Regions from separate parts of the Mus musculus genome. Here all the other regions are linked to region 3. The links are chromatin contacts, called in public promoter capture Hi-C maps. All regions are on one chromosome and are shown on one strand. The core of a region is the stretch at or near the end of the contact, and the rest is flanking DNA. Distances in the headings are between cores, read along the strand shown. Region 1 has its middle 5.9 kb from the start of Gm40315. Region 2 holds the start of C330024D21Rik (RIKEN cDNA C330024D21 gene). Region 3 holds the start of Slc30a9 (solute carrier family 30 (zinc transporter), member 9).

The links. Promoter capture Hi-C pulls out the DNA fragments that hold promoters and counts their contacts.
Region 1: a contact with region 3 is called in a promoter capture Hi-C map of embryonic stem cells, with 9 read pairs. The contact joins the enhancer-like site here to the promoter of Slc30a9 in region 3. A contact is called at or near these places in 6 of 39 promoter capture datasets (the HPC-7 cell line, embryonic stem cells, hippocampal neurons and 2 more), 6 of 115 datasets of contacts at active chromatin or transcription factors (double positive thymocytes, effector CD8 T cells, embryonic stem cells and 3 more) and 3 of 9 other capture datasets (adipose tissue, liver and pancreatic islet).
Region 2: a contact with region 3 is called in a promoter capture Hi-C map of pre-B cells, with 2.7 times the contacts expected there. The contact joins the promoter of C330024D21Rik here to the promoter of Slc30a9 in region 3. A contact is called at or near these places in 10 of 39 promoter capture datasets (the HPC-7 cell line, HPC-7-derived erythroid cells, embryonic stem cells and 6 more), 4 of 115 datasets of contacts at active chromatin or transcription factors (effector CD8 T cells, embryonic stem cells, large pre-B cells and 1 more) and 1 of 9 other capture datasets (liver).

Annotation. Positions count from the first base shown.
Region 1 is chr5:67,443,130-67,445,991 of GRCm38.p6, forward strand. No RefSeq gene overlaps it. Among named protein-coding and RNA genes, the nearest start is that of Gm40315, 5.9 kb to the right of the region's middle. Within about 2 kb of position 1,467, at least 26 of the 459 cell types and tissues checked have an H3K27ac peak or open chromatin away from gene starts, as enhancers often do. A contact at or near this core is called in embryonic stem cells and pre-B cells, where this site is marked.
Region 2 is chr5:67,462,262-67,465,199 of GRCm38.p6, forward strand. C330024D21Rik (RIKEN cDNA C330024D21 gene) reads left to right here and starts at 1,637. Exons shown (of 8, transcript NR_110363.1): 1 at 1,637-1,757. RefSeq lists a cis regulatory region at 1,153-2,215.
Region 3 is chr5:67,305,661-67,308,533 of GRCm38.p6, forward strand. It overlaps Slc30a9 (solute carrier family 30 (zinc transporter), member 9), which reads left to right and starts at 1,295. Exons shown (of 18, transcript NM_178651.4): 1 at 1,295-1,537. The coding sequence starts at 1,435. RefSeq lists a cis regulatory region at 943-1,666.

The DNA of each region.
Region 1 (2,862 bases), core at 217-2,716, 140 kb after region 3:
CACGTCTATGTGAAGGGGACAATACAAGTGTCCACTTGGCAGCATTGTTCTGAGGTGTTTGATCAGTGCTCAGCACAGAGAGCATTGGATAACAGACAGCGATTAGCTCTTCCCTCCCCTCCTCCCACCCCTCCCCTGCTCTTGATTGACAGATTCAGATGGAGTCCTAGGTGTGTATCATAGGGTTTCTGACAGTCAACGTGTGCTGCTGGCCCTTCCACAAGCCACACAAAGTGCATAAACTCTGAAGTGGGTCCCTGGATGTAGATTCTCATTCCACCCCTGTGTGTGAGATCCTATAAGCCTAGATGGGCTAGGCATGGTACTGTGTCCACTTTTCTCATGGAACCAGAATGAGCCTCCAGATTCCTATGGGTGGAGCAGCCCATGAACGCCTGCTGCTCCGACCCTCTGCCCAAGGGGTAGCACAGGGAGAGTGGGTGAGGCCACCCAGGGTCCACCCCAGTCTTGCTTTGCCTCTCTGCCAGTGTCTTGGTAAATGAATGATGTCCTCCCTACACTGAGACTTCCGAATCTCTTCTTTTGTCCCTGTCTAGCTCCCAAGGTTTTGCTATTCTGGATTTCAGAAAATAGTTCAGTTGCCAAAATTGGTTGAATGAGCTACTTTTAAAATTAGTTAAGTGGTAAAAAAAAAAAAAAAAAAAAAAAAAAGTACTGCTTTGCAGGGTAGTTTCAACAAGTCTCCTTCACGGAAGTGTCCTGGAGGATAATGTTTTAACAAGAGATGATGACTTACAAAATTAACCTCAGGAGAACTCCTCTGCCGTCCCTTCCCAGGAAAACACATACATCGCCTAAGTCTCCCTCCCTAAACTGGAGGAACAAGAGAAATGAGGGCTGGATCGCTAGCAGGTAATCTCACATCAAGGTGTCCAAAAGATGGAGACACCCTCATGTCCACCAAGAAGTCCCTTTTGGGATGTTGGTTTAGTCCTATCTGGATGGCCTGGGGCTTTAGCCTTAGCTCTTTAATTTAAGATCGGTTCAGTAGCTCATGTTTATGGATAAATGAGTAAAACAGGAAAGATCAAAAGCAAAAAATAAAATTGCTATGGAATTCAATATTTCAGAAGGCTGAGCCCTGTAAACGGTAGTGAAGTGTGGTGTTCAGAACGAGAGCCCCCCTCTTATGATAATTCGCCTAACAAGGAAATGAGATTGACACAGCGCTTCTGTTTCTCTGTCCCCCGAGGTTAGAGATTATGCGGCGCATGTTGCTGTTTTTAGCTTCTTTGGTAATTCCTATGGTGAGAGACGACACTCTGCATATTTGTCGCATATTTGTCAAGTTGCTCTTCTGTCAGGTGCCAGGGTCTATGAGGTAGCAAGAAAATGCAGGTCTCCCCTGAGTTATGAACTCCCTCCCCACCCCCACCCCCCACTCCACACCGTAGCTGCCCAGTGCCCCTTTCCCAGGGCTTACGTCTTTATTTACGTTCTGTTGCCAGGGAATTCCATGAGTCTGTACAGCAACCATTGGTGGTACTTGGTGACAAGTGAACCCAGCTGTATTCTCAGGGTTTCCCAGAGGAAGAAGACAGGAATCCATAGGCCGAGAGATAGGTAGGCAGATTTGACACGGTTTTATTGGCAGTTTATGATGGAACAACAGAGGGCTTAGCGTGTTTTGTTAAGGAAATTAGAAGATAAATTCTGGTCCCCAAAGCCTGCGCTGTGCTCAAACCAGTCCACTTAGGGTTTGAGTCACGTGATTACTTGTTATAGATTCCCAAACCCATGGCAGCTTGCAAGCCTGACCAGTGGCCAGGGGTGGGGGTGGGGTGGGGAGTGGGGGTGGGGGTGGGGTGGGGCTGGTCCCAAGTGTATTCAGGAGCAGGAAGCAGCCTCACAGGGACTTTCTGAAAAGTGAGCTGTTTCTCTTAGAAAGCTCTCTACAGTGTTACACATTCCTGCCTTCCAAAGAAAACTTGAGTAGTCCAAGTTCATCATGGACAGGTAAAAAAGAAGAATACAATTAACAACAAAAGTGTTACCCATAATACCACTATCCACGGATGGTGACCATCAACACTTGGACTTCCATACATCCTTGCTGCTTTTTTTTTTAAAGTTCATGTGTCTACATGCTTAGCAAATATGAAATTCTACCATACAGCCTGTCTAAAGTCCCTCCCCCTTCCTTTTTTCTTTTCTTTTCTTTTCTTTTCTTTTCTTTTCTTTTTTTCTTTTCTTTTCTTTTCTGGTCCTCCTCCCCCTTCCCCTCTCCTTCCCCTTCTCCCTTCCTTCCCTCCCCTCCCCTCCCCTCCCCTCCCCCTCCCCTCCCCTCCCCCTCCCCTCCTTCTCCCCTCCCCCTCCCCTTCCCTCCTTCCCTCCCCTCCCCTCCCCTTCCCTTCCCTCCCTTCCCCCTCCCCTCCCCTCCCCTTTCCCTCCCTCCCCTTCCCTTCCCCTTCCCCTTCCCTCCCCTCCCCTCCCTTCCCCTTCCCTTTCCTTTTTTTTCTTTTTTTCTTTTTTCTTTTTTCTTCCTTCCTTCCTTCCTTCCTTCCTTCCTTCCTTCCTTCCTTCCTTCCTTCCTTCCTTTCTAAAAAAGCGGTAGTGGGCTGCTTAGAGGTAGGACAGGGAGCTAGCCTTTTTGAGTGATGATGCTGTATGGAGCAGTTTATTTACATAGCCTTGCTTCATCAGGACGCCAGCAGCAGCTCTCCCAGCCTGTCTCCCATGCTCCCTCCCACCCTCTTCATCTATGAAAATGTTTTCCTTGTGTCTTCTTTATCTCCTCTGGCAGACACTTCCCACGTTTTTAGTTTATAACGCCATGGAGTTTTATCTGGACTTTTGGTTTTGTTTTGTTGTTGTTGTTTTTAAGAGAAGCCTTGTTTTATA
Region 2 (2,938 bases), core at 387-2,886, 160 kb after region 3:
GGCTGTAGCCACCACTTAATAGCCTTGTCTTTTGTTCACCCTTCTTTCTCTGCAATCCACAAATCTCTCCTGCCTCTTAGCCTCCCTCACGATGTAGATCAGAGATCATGATGAGCAAATGTGTTTTAGACTGCTTGGATTATTTGTTTTTCTTTCAGTCGCATGTCCATGACAAAATTCTGATCTGGATTTGCCTACCTCCCTTCTTTAGCAAGTGGGCCTCACTGCCTTACACTGTACACTGGAGAGCAGCCCCTCCCTAGTCCTCAGTCATGCCCAGGTTGTTACTCTTCCAATCACCCGCAGCCACCAGGCTATAATTCACTTGCTCCATGAAGCCTCCCACCTCCCACCACTTCTGCCAACTTGGACCTTAGCGAAAAAAATAAACCTTTCTCTTTCTATCCCCAGCTTCCCAGCCTTCCTCCCTCCCCTCTTCTACATCATCCTGTCCCCTGTTACCTAAGCTTCACCCTTCCCTACCTGTCACCCCTCAAACACCTCCTGTTAGCCAATCTTTTTTTAGCAGTTGCTCCAATGTCTGTCTTCATTGTCAAACCTCTAAAAGGACCCTGATCTTTCCCCAACAGCAGTCATCACTTTTTTTAACATAAAGAAGAAAAGAATTTTCTTTTCTTCTTTTTAAAGATTTATTTATTTATTTTATGTATTTGAATGCTCTGTCTGTATGTACACCTGTGCCCCAAAGAGGGCATCAGGTCCCATCACAGATGGCTGTAAGCCACTAGATCCTGGAATGGAACTCAGGAGTTCTGAAAAAGCAGCCAGCGCTCTTAACCGGGGAGCCGTCTCTCCAGCCTCTAATCTTACTTTTCTACTCATGTGAATTCATTTCTCACAGCCAAAGAAACAGAACCTCTTTTGGTAACTTTAAACAGGAAAGGAATTGATCAGAAGGCTGTCCCACTAAAAGTGGGCACCACTACCACCTGGCTAAAGTTTTTAATACTTTATATTTGACATCTTAATATCTTGAGTGTTATGTGCTGAAGAATTTGGTTTTGTTTTCTAATTAACCAAGAGCTAACTTTTAAAAAGACCATTTGTTTATTTAGAGAGAGCTTGACTTATTTAGAGTGAGCATACCATGGTGCCAGTATTGATGTCAGAGAACAAGTTGTGAGAGTTGAATCTCTCCCTCCAATGTGTGGGTCCTAGGGATCGAACTAAGGTCTTCAGGCTTGATGGCAAGACCCTTACCTGCTGAGCCATCTCGTCCATCCTAGTTGACCAATTTCTGAACATTTTTTCACCTTTTGAAATAATCTTTATTTCCTCTTTTTGTGATTCTCAGCTCAAACTACATGAAAATTTCAATCAATTTGAAAAAAAGAAAAAAAAAAGAAGAAGAAGAAGAAAAAGGCTGTTCCATAACTCAGAGGGGGCAAGGGCTGGGATTCTTGCCCCATGGCAGGAGCTGAGAGCAAGGTAGCTTGAAAGACAAATGTCTTCCTTAGCCTTGACCTTTGGGGGCTGTAAGTGCTACTGTTTGCTGAAGGTTTAGAGGGCATGGCTTTCCCGGAGGAATTACGTAGCTGGGGGAGGGACTTTAAAGAGTGACACTACTAGTTTGCTCTTCACTATTTGTACTCGCGATTCCGGAATGTGACTTCTCAGCTTCCTTTTCCGGTTGCCATCCTTGCCATCCGCTGTCATGCCTCTCCACCGCCACGCTTCCCCATCATTATGGAGATGGACTTGTCCTGGAACCATAAGCCAAATAAAGCCTTCCTTCTGTAAGTTTCCTTGGGAAGCTGAGCTCAGGTGCTCCGTCAGCAGGTCTGGCGAAGCCACAGCCCCGGGGGCCGGGCCCTGCCCGCTGGCGCTCCCTCCACTCACGACCTTGCCTTGTCCCCCTGATCCTCCATTCTTTAATGTCTTTTCTGGGGCTTCTTCAGCCTCTTCCCTTGTGTTGGATGGAGCTGATGCAGAGGCCATGGAGAGGTGTTGCCTCAGCCTGTTTTCCTATAGAACCCAGAACCACCTATGCAGGGGTGACCCCACTCACAATTTGCTGGGTCCTTCTACATCAATCACCAATGAGGAAAGTGCCGTACAGGCTTGCCTACAGTTTGATCTTCTAGAGGCATTGCCTCAAAGGCTCCCCCTTCTCCAGTGACTCTAACCTGTGTACAGTTGACATAAAACTAGCCAGCCTAGTATTACATCCAGCTAGTTGTACATGCGAAGCCTTAAAACATATATGTTGGAGGCATCTCAAGGTTGGTGTTATACTAAAGCAGTGGTCCTTTATCTGTGGGTCAAGATCCTTTGGGAGTTCAATAACCTTTTCACAGGGGTCGCCTAAGACACAAATATTTACATTACATTTCATAACAGTAGCAACATTAAGGCTATAAAGTAGAAATGAAATCATTTTATGATGCAGGGGGGGATCACCACAGTAAAAGGAACTATATTAAAGTGTTGCAGATTTAGGAAGGTTGAGAAGCAGTGTACTAGAGGGTATGATACTGCCATTGGAGGTTATGAAATCATCTCATAGTATCCTCCTATTTCCACAGCGAAATGCACCATGGGGTTGAGTTCAATTAGCAGTCTTGCCCAAGCTCAGGTTTTCCTACCAAATGCGTTAGGGAAACTTGGCTTACAGAGCTCTCTGGGTTTCAGAATTAGGGATTAAGGATCATAAACCTTACCTTATGATGACGTTCTCAGGATACCTCCACACAAGTTAGGGAGTACAAGTGATGGGTACAGTTGTTTAGACATAATTGGTAAAGAGCTCTTTTAGGCAAAACACAGATAGCGTTATCAGTTGCTTCAAGGGACCTCCTGTGGGTTTTGGAGAGTTGAGCCATGATGTCAGGGTGGAGGACATTCAGCTGTGTCATTTGTCACAGCAGAGGATGTGCCCCTCTTGTCACACTAAGTCTCACTCAGGTTATATCCAGGC
Region 3 (2,873 bases), core at 45-2,544:
CAGTGAGCTCATATGTAGGTGCAGGAAGGGCTGTCCGGTGGTCAGCTCTAACTCAAGCCGTTTTACACAGAACAGTTCGTGTTGACCTTTGATTTGATGGAATTTCTTAAGATTAGCAAACCTCATACATAACATTCAGAACATACAGGACAAAACCATGGTTATGTGGTCAGCATGTTCTTGAGCCAAGTCACTTCTTGGTCAGTGAGTGGCAGGCATGTTAGAGTAGTAATATAACTGGCAAGCATGGAACAAAATGGCTACAGTTATGGGGGAAGGGGTGTCAGACCATAATATATTTATCCAAATAGCTGCAATAGCCTTTTACTAGAGACCACAACCTTGTTAGCCATGGGCTTTTGACCTGCTTAACCTTACCAGAGGTGGATTCCCTCCTGTGAAGGGAGCCTCAAGTCCACTCAAAGTGGTGGGTTTCCTCCCCATTTACTGATTTGCACTCATTTTCTTTATTTTTTTATTAGATATTTTCTTTATATACATTTCAAATGATATCCCGAAAGTTCCCTATACCTTCCCTCGGCCCTGTGCACTCATTTTCCATTTAAAATTTTATTTTACAGTACTTTCACTAAGCGATTTAAATTAATCTTTAAAACAACTGGACATGCATCCCATTCTATTTATCTGGCCAGACAGGTATTGACTTAGCCCCTGGAATATAGTAGTATACGTATACTGCACAGGATCCAGTGTCCATATAGCTATTCTCTATTCCGGGGGGACAATAATTTCAGTAGTGGTATTTTGAAGAAAAGTGTACAGGGTAACTATTTAAAAATGAGAACCACGTTAATTATAATTAGGGTGGTGAAAGAAGGCTTAAGCTAAGAACTGAATGAACCTGACATGGTAATGGTTAAAACAGGCGAATGTGTTCAGGTTTCTTTCTCTCTGGGACCAGGCTGTTTGAAAAACTGCTCCATCTTCGCGTACACATAGTACCGCGACTTCAAATTTTATGCACGCCTCTAATTTTGTTATACTACGACCGAGAAGCGGAGGTTGAGTGATCAGCAAGGTGACCACGGTGTTGGACAGAGCGGTGCCGAGGGTTCAAAAGGAAAGGGGACAGAGGCTTAAACCCTGCCTTCTCCTCCTGCTTCCCACGCCCCGGCGGCGCTTCGTAAGACTGTCTCCCGGGACACGACACGGACTCACAAATGCCCAGCACAGTCGGCAGCGCACACCGTCCTGGCCCGGTGCTGGCCAGAAGCACCGCCCACCCCGCCCCCGCTGGCATATTCCGTCACTTCCGCTGTCGCGCCACACCCCCATGACTTCCGGGTCGCCGAGGCCGCCGGCCGCGGCGCACACATCCGTGCTCGCCGGGGTCCGGTCTATGGAGTCAGTTGGCGCGGCAGGCGGCTCGGAGGCAGGAGGTGGTGTCCGAGTGGGGGCCTCTGCCCCGCCAGGATGTTTCCGGGCTTGGCCGCCGCCGCCGCGGCGCACAGGTGCAGCTGGGCGGCGCTGTGCAGGCTCGGTGGCGGCCGGGCAGCGACCCGCGGCCGCAGCCAGGGTGAGTGACGGACCGGTGGAGGCCGCGCCTGGCCTCGGCAGTTGGCCCGCCCGCTTGCCCTTCTCCAACCCAGACAGAGCCTGCCGGTCTCGCAAGGTCCTCACAGGTGTCCCCGCGAGCCGCGGCTACCGGGGAGCGGCCAACCCGCGTAGGGACACCCTGAGGCGGACCTCCAGACCCGGAGGTCTTAGGGCACATCGCGGTGACCCAGGGTGACCCAAACAGGCCGTGGGAAATGGCGGATTCCACCAGCTTGGAGGGTCCCCTTGGGCCGCCGCCGCAGTTCTGTTGCTGCTTAGGTTGAGTGAGGTACTCCTGCGCTACACTTTTTCTTAGTGCCATCCCGTTTTCTTAAATCTCCCTAAATCAAAGTGGATGTCACATACGGATCTTAAGGTGAGGGCTTCTCACAGTTATCGAATGGGCATAGTCTGGGGGACAGGAAACCCACCGAAGTTTGCGGTTATATCGAACAATCCTTTTGGTGACAAAAGTGTCTCCTGAAACTGTACATAAATAACCCTGGGCGCAGGGTGGGATTGAGAGTTTTCATCTTCGTCAGCATTGCTTTCTCAGTCAGATTCAAGTTATTGGAGAGTTTCTAAAGTAGCATCAAACGTGTAAGTCCTGTTTCTGTTCACCTCCCTTGTTCCCGTAGCTTGACACGGAGGACTGCTAGCAGAGCCCAGGAGAGGACAGGACCAAATCCACCGCTAACCCGAGCCCCTCAGGTTCTTGGGATTTGCAAAGAGTGGTTACAGAAACGTTTCTCAAACATTCACAGTCACCCTTCAAAAACTTGGATCGGAAGGCAAAAGCTGCAGCCATTCAGGTTTTTTGATAAAAGCGGTCACACACTCCTGTGCTGGGCAGATAAAGTAGAATATATTCATACCGTATTAAAAGCTGGTTTCTAAGGTTGCAAAAGAATTGATTGCAATACACTGTTTTAGTTTGTTGTTAATGACAGAATACTGTAGCTAGTTTTCCCATGGTGGCGGTATGCCACTTATGAACAGAATGGGCCCTCTGTTTAAAACTCCAAATAAACTTCAACATATTACACAGAAATATATATACATATAGTGGCTGTTAAATGTTGTCCAAAGTGCCCCTTCAGTGTTGGTGAGGTGAGTTGCAGTAGTGTAATTTGTAATTCTTATTCTGGGTAGCTGTCACTGGGCCTAAAATGCTGGGCTCTTTGTCCCATTCTCTGTAGCTCAGATAGTAATTAGTCTCTTCATTTAGGACTACTTTGCAGAGTTCTTTTAGGATGTTTATTACTACAAAAAATTTAGTGTTTTTAACACTTAACACCTTTTTAAATTTGAAACAT